Regions from separate parts of the Capsicum annuum genome. Here region 2 is linked to region 1. Evidence: chromatin contacts called from public Hi-C data. All regions are on one chromosome and are shown on one strand. Each heading gives the region's core, a stretch centred on a gene start, on an enhancer-like site or on the middle of the called end of the contact. The rest is flanking DNA. Distances are from core to core; before and after follow the strand shown.

Evidence for each region. A called contact is a pair of places that touch in the nucleus more often than the background predicts.
Region 2: a contact with region 1 is called in a Hi-C map of bud, with 2.3 times the contacts expected there. The contact joins two enhancer-like sites. A contact is called at or near these places in 2 of 5 Hi-C or Micro-C datasets (bud and placenta).

The regions. Positions count from the first base shown.
Region 1 is chr8:90,848,464-90,854,871 of UCD10Xv1.1, forward strand. No RefSeq gene overlaps it. Among protein-coding and RNA genes, the nearest start is that of LOC124886891, 9.5 kb to the right of the region's middle. Within about 2 kb of position 3,103, at least 5 of the 5 cell types and tissues checked have an H3K27ac peak or open chromatin away from gene starts, as enhancers often do. A contact at or near this core is called in bud, where this site is marked.
Region 2 is chr8:90,936,090-90,942,497 of UCD10Xv1.1, forward strand. It overlaps LOC107838896 (protein NAR1), which reads right to left. Exons shown (of 12, transcript XM_016682142.2): 10 at 6,330-6,408; 11 at 4,731-4,819; 12 at 2,872-3,264. The coding sequence ends at 3,144. Among protein-coding and RNA genes, the nearest start is that of LOC107838896, 11 kb to the right of the region's middle. Within about 2 kb of position 3,317, at least 4 of the 5 cell types and tissues checked have an H3K27ac peak or open chromatin away from gene starts, as enhancers often do. A contact at or near this core is called in bud, where this site is marked.

The DNA.
Region 1 (6,408 bases), core at 1,853-4,352:
AGTATATCTTTATGATGAACTGGTTGGTTGGAATGTGAAGGGCATGAACAACCCTTCAATCTTAAGGAGACCTTCAAGAATAAGAAGATGAGGAATCATCTGTTAAAGAATAAAATCTTCTTGGCTGGTCTTTTAGAAACTAAAGTAAAGGTTCATAACTTTAATAAATGCATCAACAATATTGCTAAAGGTGGGTTTTTGCTAATAATTACTTTGTGGCTGATATTGATTGAATTTGGGTATTGTGGAAATCAAATGTGATCTTTGAAGATCTTGGAAGTGGATAGCCAATTCATACACACCAGAGTAGCTGCTAAAAATTCTGATTTCTATTGTGAAATTACTGTCATCTATGCAAAAAATACAATTGAGGAGAGAAAGAAACTATGGCAAAGCCTAGGTAAAATAGGCAGTAACATTACAGATCCATGGTGTTTATGTAGGGACTTCAATGCTCCTTTATCTGATGCATATAGAACGGTGGCCAGTAGATCACTGATGCTAAAACTAAGGACTTACATCATGTTGTGGAGAACCTGAACCTTACTAATATGAAGTCTAGTGAAAGGAATTACACATGGACTAATGGCCATGTTTGGAGTAGAACAGACAAAGCTTTGTGAAATGTTGCTTGGGTGATAAATTATAGGGCCCTCACTACTCAATTTAGAGAAAATGGTTTATCTGACCACTTGTCTATACGTATAGAGCATCATATTACAGAAAGTGGGAACCAAAGACCTTTTAGGTTTCTTAATATTCTTGCAGATCATGATAAATTTCTACAGACTGTGGAGACCATTTGGGGACAGAATGTACAAGGAGGAAGGATGTACAGGGTTAGCAAAAGCTGACAAAGGAGCCTTTGAAATCTCTAATGTTTATATTTTGTTGTTAACACTGCAAGAAAAGTTGTGAACTAAGGATGTCCTCATTTAGTGGGGCATGCCTATAAATGTAGATTGTGTTTTGTATAGCTGTCAACCTAAGAACTTGCACCATCTTTTCTTTGGGTATACTTACTCTGCTGGGATGTTGGGGAGTTATTACTATGGTTCAAGTGGACTCGGAGAAGCAACGAACTTTGGAGTTATTACTCTGCTGGGATGTTGGGGAATTATTACAATACTAAAACAGATCACAACAAACTTTGGCTCATCTGGCCACTCGAGTTAGAAGCAACGCCAATTTTTTTTGTAGGAGATGCAGTTTTCTAGTCTTTTGTTGATATTGAGATGAACTAGTCAATTTTTTTATTAGCTCTGATATGTAATGCTTTACTGGTGAGTAATAAAATGAATGTTTATTGTCAAGATACTTTTGTCATGCTTTCTATAGTAATTTGCTATGCCTTCTATACTTCTATTATTTTTTTTTTCAACCTGCTTTGAAATAATTCTTTTTGAACTGAAGGTCTATTGAAAACAATTTCTATTTTCTAAAAAGGGGTAAGATTTATGTATATTTTATTATAATAAAGTCTCACTTGTGAAATTTCTCTAAATATGTTAGCATTGTTATTGCTTCAAACATAAAATAGGGGTTATATGAATCTTTTATATTAGTTCCATCCTATTTAAGTTATTTCGTTCCACGCTAAATAATTTTTTTTTTAAAATAAAAAATTAGTCCTCCAAAACTAAAAGTTTTGTAAATTTTATATTTATTTCTATATAGACATTCAAGTCTTTAAACAGAATTAAAGAAATAAAAAATCTTGAAAAATACAAATATTTAATAGGGTGTAACAACGATGACTAAAAGGAGTTTCAATTGGTTGGAATATATAAATTCTTTACTTCCATCATGTTATATTTTGATCTATACATCATTGATTTTAGAACCCTAAATAAGGAGGAAACAATAGGATTTTAACCCGATTTAATTTAACAGAAATTCTATCATGATAATAATATTTTAAAATAAAATAAATATTGGATATGTATCTACTCGTGATCTATGTTTTCGTTTCCTTCCAATCAAGACTTTATCATACATGTAACAATTTAATAAAGCGTGATAATTTTTTTTCACTTTCTATAATCAGTTTGTTCACTTTCGTCAACAAGAATAATCATGCATTTTCCTCCAAGAATTTTTCTTCTTATTTTATCCTCTCCAAACCGTATGTTAGCATCATAATGGAGTAATTTTTGATGGGATTGTCTTAAATTTCTACTATAGTAGAACTATATAAGTGTGAGAAATGTTGACACCAAATTTTTGTCCTCCATAATTAAGTTTAATTTCGAGTTTCTTCTATTTTAAAATAAAATTTCAATTTTTATTTTTTTCGAATAAAAAGCTTTTCAAAATATTTGTTTGGGTGGATCTGTCATTTTAAGTAACGATTATATATTATCATATTCAATTATACAAAATTTTATCATTTTTGTTACTTAGATATTTATTTTACAAAATCTCAGATCTTAATCAGGGCTTATCTTGAAAATAAATTCCAAAGATTAAAATCTTGATTTAAACATAATTGATTCACAAAAATAATTCATTTGGATAAATATGTGTTTGATTTTATTAAATCAAGAAATTCGGGATTAAACAAGGTGTTAATTCATATCGAATTTCGATTCAATTTAGTCAATTTTTTAAATTTGGACCTTCATTGAAATTAATCCGACCATAATTGCAATGCAATTGGTCGATTGAGTTTTAATTAGGCCAAAGTTTAAATAAAATTGTCTAAGCTTTCCTTTTTTGACTATTTAATAAAGGAAAAATATATATAAAGTAGCATATTTAAGTATTCAATTACAAAAAATAACAATATTTTTATTAAATTATATTTTGAAGCATATGTATTTGTATGTATTTGTATTTTTGTAGCAACAGTTTGTAAAAATACAAAATATATATCGATCATAAGAGCAGTAAAAATCACATATATTTGTATTTTTGTAGTAACAGTTTGCAAAAATAGAAAATATAACTTACTAAATTATGTAATTATGAAACTGATGCTGTGAAACTCATAATTAAGGGGATAAGAATTTTGCCCAATAATAAATAGCCTATTCTACCCAATACCCAAAACAATTCCCCAGCAGCCCATTCCAATTATACACTACCCAGGCCCACTCCAACAAACAACAAACCAGCCAATCCTTCTTTTAAATTACCTCAGCCCAATCTCCCAAACTGACCTGACCCAACATTCTATCCTCTTCTTCATCAAGGACAAAACACCACAACCATTTCAATATCAGTATACAACCCACGACCTTCAACAACCTTCAAAAAACAGCAATAACATCAACAACCAGCAACGCCGAAAAGAATCATCAACTCTGACCCGTCATTGACCCGTGACCCATGACCCATGACCCGAAACCACGTACAAACAACCACCTCAATGATCCAGAAATCAAACTCGCTTCTCCTTGCCTTTGTTTCTCGTCACGTGCAAGGCACGAGAGTCTTAACCCAGAGGTTCTAGAAACCGTGATGTGGTGAGTTTCAATTGCTTTACCATCTTCTCTCTCTCAAAATTTGTACTAATTCCAATAGCTCAGCATAAAATCATTGCAAATTTGCACGATGTCCGTACGATTCTACAACTCATCCCCATCCCCCTTTTTAAATTTCAAATTTTCCCTTTGAGAATTCCAAATATACCCCCCAAAATTCTCGGATCCCACACCGCTTGAAGCCCTAAAAGGAACTCTAGCTTATTCTCTATAAAAAGGCTAGTTTTAGGAGCAAAGAGGGGTGGGGAATTCTGGGAGAAGACGGAATAGATAACTTTTCTTTAGTATAAATTCTTGTGTTTAAGAAAGGTCGACGATTGCTCGGAGATTTCTTTTTCTTGGTCAATATCATCAAGAAAAGAGAGATGAAGTCATATTCATTTTGCTCTCGAAAGCAAGGCGGAAGGATGGAGTAGAGTATTACTATGGTCTACCTCTATCTTTCGAGAGCCTACTGCCAAGGTCCTGTTTTGGAACGTTTGGGATTTTTAAATGCATTCTTGCCCTTGTTTTGTCGGGTTTGATTATAATATAGTAGTTGCCTTAAGTACCAAAGCCCTTGCTATCACAACCACTTGACTTGGTGGCTATAGCATTTCGAGTCCAAGAAAGGAAAGTTTGGTTGTTCATCAATATTTACTACTTGATTCTTGAAGTTTTGGCTGTGCATTGGTAGTTCCTACTGGTTTCTTCTTGAATGCAGTTTTTGATATAGAGGATTCTTTCTCAAAAGGTAGCCTTTTAAGTTTCTGATAATATCCCTTTAGGCATGCCAATATCTTTGTAAAATTCCGGTCTAGAAATTGATTCATTTTCTGGTTTCCTTTATTGCTTCGATAGCGGCCAATTTTCGTGTTAATGTTCTGCCCTTACGAGCATATCTCCTTGTTTGTTAATCGACTTTTATTTATTGAAGATCCATGTTATGTCTCTCTCTTTAGTCGATTACTTATCAGTTTTCCTTTATATTTTTTTTATTCGGTTGATCGCCTAATGATTAGTTTAATTCTCATATCTTGATTATGTCTGTTGTTCGAGTTGACATGTGTGTCTTACTACTTCCGGCTGTCCCTTGACTATTTGTTTGGATCTCTGTTGCTTTGCTTATGTAGTTAATATGTATAAATTTTCTTCACATTTGCTTGCCTCCTCCGGTTGATCATGTATTAGCCATTCTAGTTTCCTACTTCGGCTGAGCATGCATTGATTCCCTTTACTCTCCCTTTTTCCCTACCTTTGCCGAATATATCTTAATGTGTTTTATTTTCTTTCTTTGCTGGAAATCATTTGAGTCCTATATGGGCTCGTCCCTTTTTGCATATCTATCATGGCCAATGAGGCCTATTTTTCGAGTCAAGCCCAAAGGAGGGTTTAAAGTCGAATTACACATGGATGCAAGGAGATGAAAGAACAAGAAGGGATTAAAGCCCATATTTGATGCGGCTAAGAGACTTAAAAGTTTCATTTATTTGCTTGTTTATTTACTTATTGTTGTCTCATGTATTTATTTATTTATTTGTTATGGTATTTCTTTATTTTATTATTCATTCATTTGGGTCTTGAAGCCAAAGTTGTAAATTTAATACAGGTGAAGCAAATTTTAAGCCAAAAAGGCTCAAAAATGTAGAATTAGGACAGATGAAAATGGATCGAAAGCCCAATTAGATTATGATATGTTTCGTTGATTTGGGCCTAATAACCTAAATCTTTTATTTTCTCTCCTTTTCCTTTTATGTGGTTATTTGTCTTTCATTTATTTAGACTTAGTTAAAAAAACCCTACTAAGTCGTCAGAACTTACTTTTACCACAAATCGTTTTTCTAAAATCCATCACTTTTCCACATATCAATCTTTTTAAATTAGTCAAAAATTATTTTCAAATAGTTCGAATAATCGTAAGTTAGCGGAGGTTTTAAGTGCCTAAAATCTTCTTAAAATATTGTTAAGAATCACTTACCCAGAATCTTCAAATTTTAAATGATTTTTCTGTTTTGGATCGTTTAAAGTATCTAGCAAAAGTTTCTTAATTTGACGACACTTAAAAGTTAAATTTCCGCAAAACAAGAAAGAATAGAGCTGTCGACATCTCTGTGCAAGGGCATTTTCTTATTCTCTGAGAGCATTTTAGTCATTTCATTAATTATATTAGTTTGTTGTATTCCGCCTATTACATACTTGGCTTTCATGCTTATTTTTCATCTGTATTTTCTCTCAACGGTGTTCATCTTCATTTTTAGCTTCTGCAATCATTAAGGTAGGGTCTTTCTTTATTTTTTTTCTCCTCTTAAATTTTTTGTTCATTATCTATCTTTTGTTACTTGTTTAGAGGTAGAGGTATGGACTGTGTACATCTTACCCCCCAGAGCCCACTAGGTGGGAATACACTATGTCTGAGCAGATGTGTAGAATTTTGTTCTTAGGTTTAATTTTGTGGATTTGTGAAATCTATGAAGAATTCGAATTGGAGATAAAGTTCTGATTTTTGATTTATTTCTGTGCGTTTGTGAAATTATGGCGAATCTGAATTAGATATTGTTCATTCTTCTTCCCGAACTTCAGTCAACAACTCTTAACGGTTTGAATTATTTTGCCCGATACACAGCCGTCATTGTGCTATTTTTCATATTCTTCACTTTCTCAACACTCTTTACTTTCCTGGGTATCAACTAAAAATTAAAATAAATTAAAATTTTAATGAAAACACTCAATGTTGACAACATATAGAAGTGAAATTACACAAATCCATGTCTTTACCTGAAGGAAAGATGATTAAATGGTATGGGTATGAGGTGGGGTTGAAAAAAATTGCAAGAAACAAAGGGTGAATTGAGGAGTTGAGTTTAGACGTGGAAGAATTTATTTTTCTGAGACAGTTCAAAGAAGCTTTTATAATTGTAGTGGTAAATTTATTTCATTAAAAAAA
Region 2 (6,408 bases), core at 2,067-4,566, 88 kb after region 1:
CCCATGATTTTAATCCTTGAGAAGTTAATAATTGAAATGTTTGAGCTATTGAAGTATATGAGTATGTTGAGATTATGAGCTAAATTGCTGAAATTTTCAGATTTCTACATGAGTTATGAATCTATATGCTATCTAATATGCATTTTGATGAGTTTTAACTTGAGATTGAATTATGGGTCATTAAGCCTTACTTGAGACTTGCAATTTTATGAACTATTGTGCTATAAGCACCCATGATTTGAGTATTTTAAGATTATTGAGAAATATTTTGACCTAATGGTCATAAAGTTTTGAAATCCACTCTACCACATGAGATTACAGATTTGATTGTTGGGTTCTTATGAACCATGAGATTATTTTGAAAGTGGATTTCCATGAGATGAGTGAGATAAACTAAAGGGATTATTATTTAGCACCGAGTTGGGTAAGTTACCATGGTTTCTTACCCCAGAACTATGTGCCACCGTAGGTTTGAGATTTTGGGCCTAAGGCCGAGATGATTGGGCTCAAGACTGAGATAAGTGATCACTGAGTTGAGGTTATACTCCTTGGCAAGAGTATGACGCCTCTCCCCAACGTGAGGTTTCTTCCTTAGGAGGACAAGACGTTGGAATCCATGTAGCTCGCATTGAGATAGAATATTTCCCCTAAAGCTTTGAGATGAGATATTTTTCTAAAATAAAGAATTACTTTTGAGTATTTTCCAAAGAAGGAAGTAGTTTTTCGTACTAACACGAGTTGATCACCAGTTGTTTAAACCAAAGTTACATGATTCCGAGTTCCAAGTGTTTAAGTTCAAAAGAGTTATAAGTTCTTGAGCATTAAAGAAGTTTTACTCTCCATGAGATATATGCATAAGTTAAAAGTATTGTTTAAATCTTTCTTTAGTCTTCGAGTAATGAGAATAAGAGAAGACTTCAGATTTTTAAAGCTAAATTATAATGACTCACGAGATTTGTGTTACATGCTTCAATCTACATGATTTATGAGCTTTACATTTTTACTTATTCAAGTCATGTGAGTCATTCCTAATTGCATACATTATTTGATTGAAGAGTATTGATACTGTTTTTACATAAATGCATACACCCCCACATACTCAGTACATTCCCAAGTGCTGATCCACATATACGTCTATGTGCTACATTGTCTTATAATGTAGGTTCAGGTGCTCATTCCCAGCCACATCAGTGATTTATGAGTACCTTTGTCTACATCTCCCCAATGGTGATTCCTCATGGTTCGAGGACCTATCTTCGGACATTTCAGTATTCGAGTTTTTATGCTATTACTTTTAGTTAAGTTTGAGTCAGGTGGGAACCTGTCCCAACGGCTCTCGATTCATGAAGTAGTTGAGGCATTGTCAGACTAGTTATCAGATTATGGTTGTGTTGAGATTTCTAGTTTTGTGGTCGTTTGGACCGAGTATTATCTTCGTATTTCCTTTCATTTGATATGATAGTGCCAGTGTTTTGTATATTCTTTCTAGAATGAGTTATTATGAGAAGTGTTAGGCTCAAAAGGTTAGCTTGGGGCTACTTATAGCCTTAAGCACCGTGTGACGTCGCGGGAGGTGATCTTGGGTCGTTACAAACTTGGTATCAGAATCTAAGGTTTTAAGGAGTCCTAGGGAGTCTGACAAGCCGCGTTAGGTAGAATCTTCATCATCGGTGTGTAGCGCGCCACATCTATGGAATGTTTGGACAGTAAGGGTACAGGGTTTAATAAATGTTGTATATACTTGCACAAATTTTCTCTGTAAAAGGTGTATTTATATGGTATATATACTGTATCAACATGATATAAAAGTGTATCAATCAAGTATAAAAGTGTATCAATGTGGTATAAAAGTGTATCAATGTGGTATCAAAGTGTATCAATGTAGTATAAAAGTGTATTAATGTGGTATAAAAGAGTACCAATTGGGTTTAGGAACTGCATGTCCTTGCATAGAATTTCCTTCCTCTTTTTAAAAAAGTGTATCAATATAAAATAAAAGTGTATTAATATGGTATAAAAGTGTATTAATTGATTATAGAGACTGCATGTGCCCAATAAAAAGGAAAATTATTTTAGCCGACTGATTACAGCATGTCCACCTTTTCAAATGTGGACCATTTTTTTTAAAATGATCATACCATGTCCTTTTCCCAAGTAAATACAACTTTGGCCCCAAGTTTAACGACTTATTGCCAAAAATATGACCTATATATAAACCCTTTCCCTTGTATTTGTAACCCACAAAAACATGAGGTAATAAGAAGAAGTTCTCCCTCTCTATATACTTTGTTATTTATTTTAATATTGGTTTTTTATTTTATAACAACATAATTTTACTGATTTACCTTTTATCTACTCCTTTGAAAAAATGGTACTTATAAACTTATTTAGGCTTTTAAAAATATTAATTATGGAGATAAAATAAGATTTTAATTAATTTTATCTTGATTTGATAAATGGACAAATAATTTGGGATACCTTCTTATAATAAGGTGGACAATTAATATGGGACAGAGTTTTTCCTATTTCCTAGAGTTCGTAACATGATTTTCTTCCATTTTTTATTAACGGGTTCAATTTTGGATATACTTCATTACTTCTTCCTTAAAAAGTACAAAGACAAAATTACACTTAGCGGGACGATCAAAACATAACATCATATACAAGACAACTACAAGCATACCACTATAAGACTGGAGTATCAGTTTTGCAAATCATAAGAGAAGACGACCTAAATTCTCTATGAACTGAGACATGAAGGTTCAAAAGTGCAACCAAGTAGAAGAACGTCCATGGCTTTTCAACAATGTGCAGACGCAAAATGAAACTTTTGGTGGAAAAATTACTTAGAATACTCGTCAGACAAAAGCGTTACTCAAGCGCAGGAACAAAAAAGGCCTAATCAAAGCTTAGTACAAGCACAATGTGTTTGACAAACTGTAAAGCTAACTGATTATAAGTAAGCAACGAGGAAAGAACAAAATCTATTAAGAAGAGAATAAATCAAGAATTGAACGAGAATCCAATATGTATTGTGACCTGCCAAAGCATTAAATAAAATTGAGCAACCACTTCTGAAGGCTCAACTCATTGAAGATTCTGTCAATTGACCTCTCCATGAACACATCTCCATGTTGTTGGATTTAACCATGTATACACATGAGACAAATCAATTTCGAGTCGATCCCGGAAATATTGATCAACCTGCCGCTGTTCACCTCATATATAACCTTGCCCAAGCCCACTACAACAACTATAGCAGCCCTGCCACCAATAAACAAAAGCAACTGATGCCGCTGAAGACTGATTTATTCACCTATAAACAATCTACTAAACCCGAACTTGCAAACCAGATATAACTACCTCATTAATAAATCAGTCACTAGCACCTCATCACATATTCATCAAATCTTTAATTTCAAGAATCTGCGGTTGCAGACACAAGCGTATCAAATAAAATTCCTAGAGATTGGAAATGCAGGTGCAGATCTAGCCAAGGGAGCGCAAATCAATATCAGAGGGTGGGGAGTAGGCAAAGTCAAAGTCCTTTTAGGACTCAGAAAAAATTTGGCCATATTGGTAAAGAACTAGGAGGAATAAGTTTGAACAAGCAAAGTCATCATCAAAGGCTCCTTCGGGAATCAACACCAACTTTGATCTAAATTGGTATTGAAATTGCACTAGTGGTGGCTGATTTTTTGTGACTTCTTTTTCAGCTTCAGAGTGAGAATTGGTGATGAGCGTGATGGTGTTTTGGACCAAATGAAGAGGCATAAGACTGGTGGGTGTTTTGGACCTTAATGGGGTAAGAAGTGCACCGGCACCTTGACTCCAAAGTCCAGCAATTTATCTCCTTTACAAAAGGAGGTGACCCAAATCAAGCAGGGACCACCAGTGCTTCAAAGCACCTACATTTTTTTTCAAAAATTTTGGCAAAACACCTTAACTTTCTAATCTAAAATAAACACTTTTGACTTCCCAGAGGCTTTCGCCAAACAGGCTATTACTTTGTATGTCAAGAAGATATGGGCCAGTGCAACTATTTGATATGGGAGCTTGTGCTCTTGCCTCTTAATGAGTAGGGCAAACCTCAAAACAAAGTTCATACCGTATAGCTAAACATTTAACCAAACAGCAGTGCCCAAACAAGAAATGAACATGTATGTGCTCGCGATGATATAAACTAGAACAAGGAAAGGCAGTGTATGAAAACAAATTACACTAAGATTCTGGTAATATTTACTATTGGGATAAAAAGTTGCCGCTCTTTTAACGAATACAAATTATTGGCATAAAAGTTGCCTCTCTTCTCCGAATACAAATTATGTGGCCAAAAAAAATAAAGATGGGGGATTGTGTAATATGACGTACAATACAACTCCTCCAATCCAGATGGGGAATAATGTTGCCATTGCACCCTAGACTATTGTGTAATTTGCAACACAAGTACAAACACAATCTATTTACAGAATGGGGTGAACACGTTCACTACCAAAATTGGACTCTCAAAATTGTGGAGCATGGCCACATGAACATAGACCATGAGCACTTTGGATCAATGCAGTGTAGCATCAAAACCCTCTTCAGATGATCTTGCAGAATAAAAACACCAGCGGGAAACACTGGGAACTTAACCAATCAGTAAAAAGCTGATATTTTGCATTTCCTACCAGTTGTGCAACTGTGAAGTGATACTTTTCACTACAGGATGATATTCGGTATGCAGGTACCTCTTTGCTTTCTCTGAACCAGGATGTTCAAGCCACTCATTGTATAGGCCTTCTATGATGGGATTGTTAAAAGGATCAGCAACCACAACCTGAAACATTAACAAAGAGCATTTGGAGCAATTTTCATAAGATCAGAAAGTTTACATGCAGGGAAAACGATACCATTTAATGTATAACTATTGATAAACAATGTATCCACACTATTATATGCAAAAACAAGGGTTGACTAAACTGTATTATTTACCAATTTTTCAGTTGTTCAAATCTATTCAAATTAGTTCTGTTAAGTATCCCACATCGGGAAAGGGATGGGTAATGGTCTGCTTATATGGACTTGGACAATCCTCCCCTCATGAGCTAGCTTTTGAGGTTGAGTTAGGCCCAAGGTCCATTTCTTTATCATGGTATCAGAGCCAGGCCCACCCAGTTCATTGTTTCCTATGTTGGGCCCCCCGTCTTATATTGTCCACGCTCCAAATGTCCAGCCTTGGGCGTGCGGGGGTGTTGGAGTCCCACATCGGTTCGTTAAAGGGTCCTTGGTCTCCTTATATGGTCTTGGGCAATCCTCCCCTCATGAGCTAGCTTTTGAGGTTGAGTTAGGCCCAAGGTTCATTTCTTTATCATGGTATCAAAGCAAGGCCCACCCAATTCATTTGTTTCCGATGTTGCGCCCCCCATCTTATATTCTCCACGCTCCAGATGTCCCATCCCTGGGTGTGCGTGGGGTGTTGGAGTCCCACATCGGTGGGTTAAAGGGTCCTTGGTCTCCTTATATGGTCTTGGGCAATCCTCCCCTCATGAGCTAGCTTTTGAGGTTGAATTAGGCCCAAGGTCCATTTCTCCATTTCTTTATTAAGTTCCAATCACTGTCAATCTAATTTCTAAAGTTCTTCATTCACAATTACCATCTTCAGTGTTGCTTCTGTGATGGTATCACCTCAGATTTTATGAAGAAGAAGGTGCTTTATGCGAGTTTTCTCCAGTTGAGTTATACTAATTTTTTTTATAATAATGAAATTGTTAGAAGGAAATGGTGCCCCTTTTGAAACTTCTTTGATCTAAAATGCTTGATTTTTAAAATTTGTAGAGGATTCGACTAATAGAGAAATCTGTGTGTGAATTCAAAGGAGCATAATAGGGACAGCTGGGGTGTGAGTCCTTTAGGAAAAGTAAATGGTATGGAAAATGAAATAGGAAAATGAAGAGATCCCACATAATCATGATTTTGCAAATTTTAAAGAGTAGACCATTTTAGTTCATTTGAATCTGATTCAAAGATGAATGTTCATAAACTTCATCATCTCGTAACACGGGGCAAAACAAAAGTCAAAACAAGCAGGTCTTTATAACAGATAAAGTCCCCGTTGGGAGACACTCATATAAATCAGAACAAAAAAGAGAACTTCCATTTCAGCATGTTCATGTTTGACTACTAGAGAGTAGTCAGAGATGAATGTCCCAGGCTTTGCAATTAAAGTAACACATTGTACATTCCTCTGACTTGCCACATATTATAAGCAAAGCCTTTAAGCTGGAGAGGAAATTTCTATAGTCCAAGATGATTATATTATGACAAACTCTCCCAAACATGTAACTTACATTTTCTACATAAGCCGTCTCCAACAGCTGAATGAACTCTTTAGCTGACTGCCCAGGCTGTCGCTTTATTTGTCCGCCA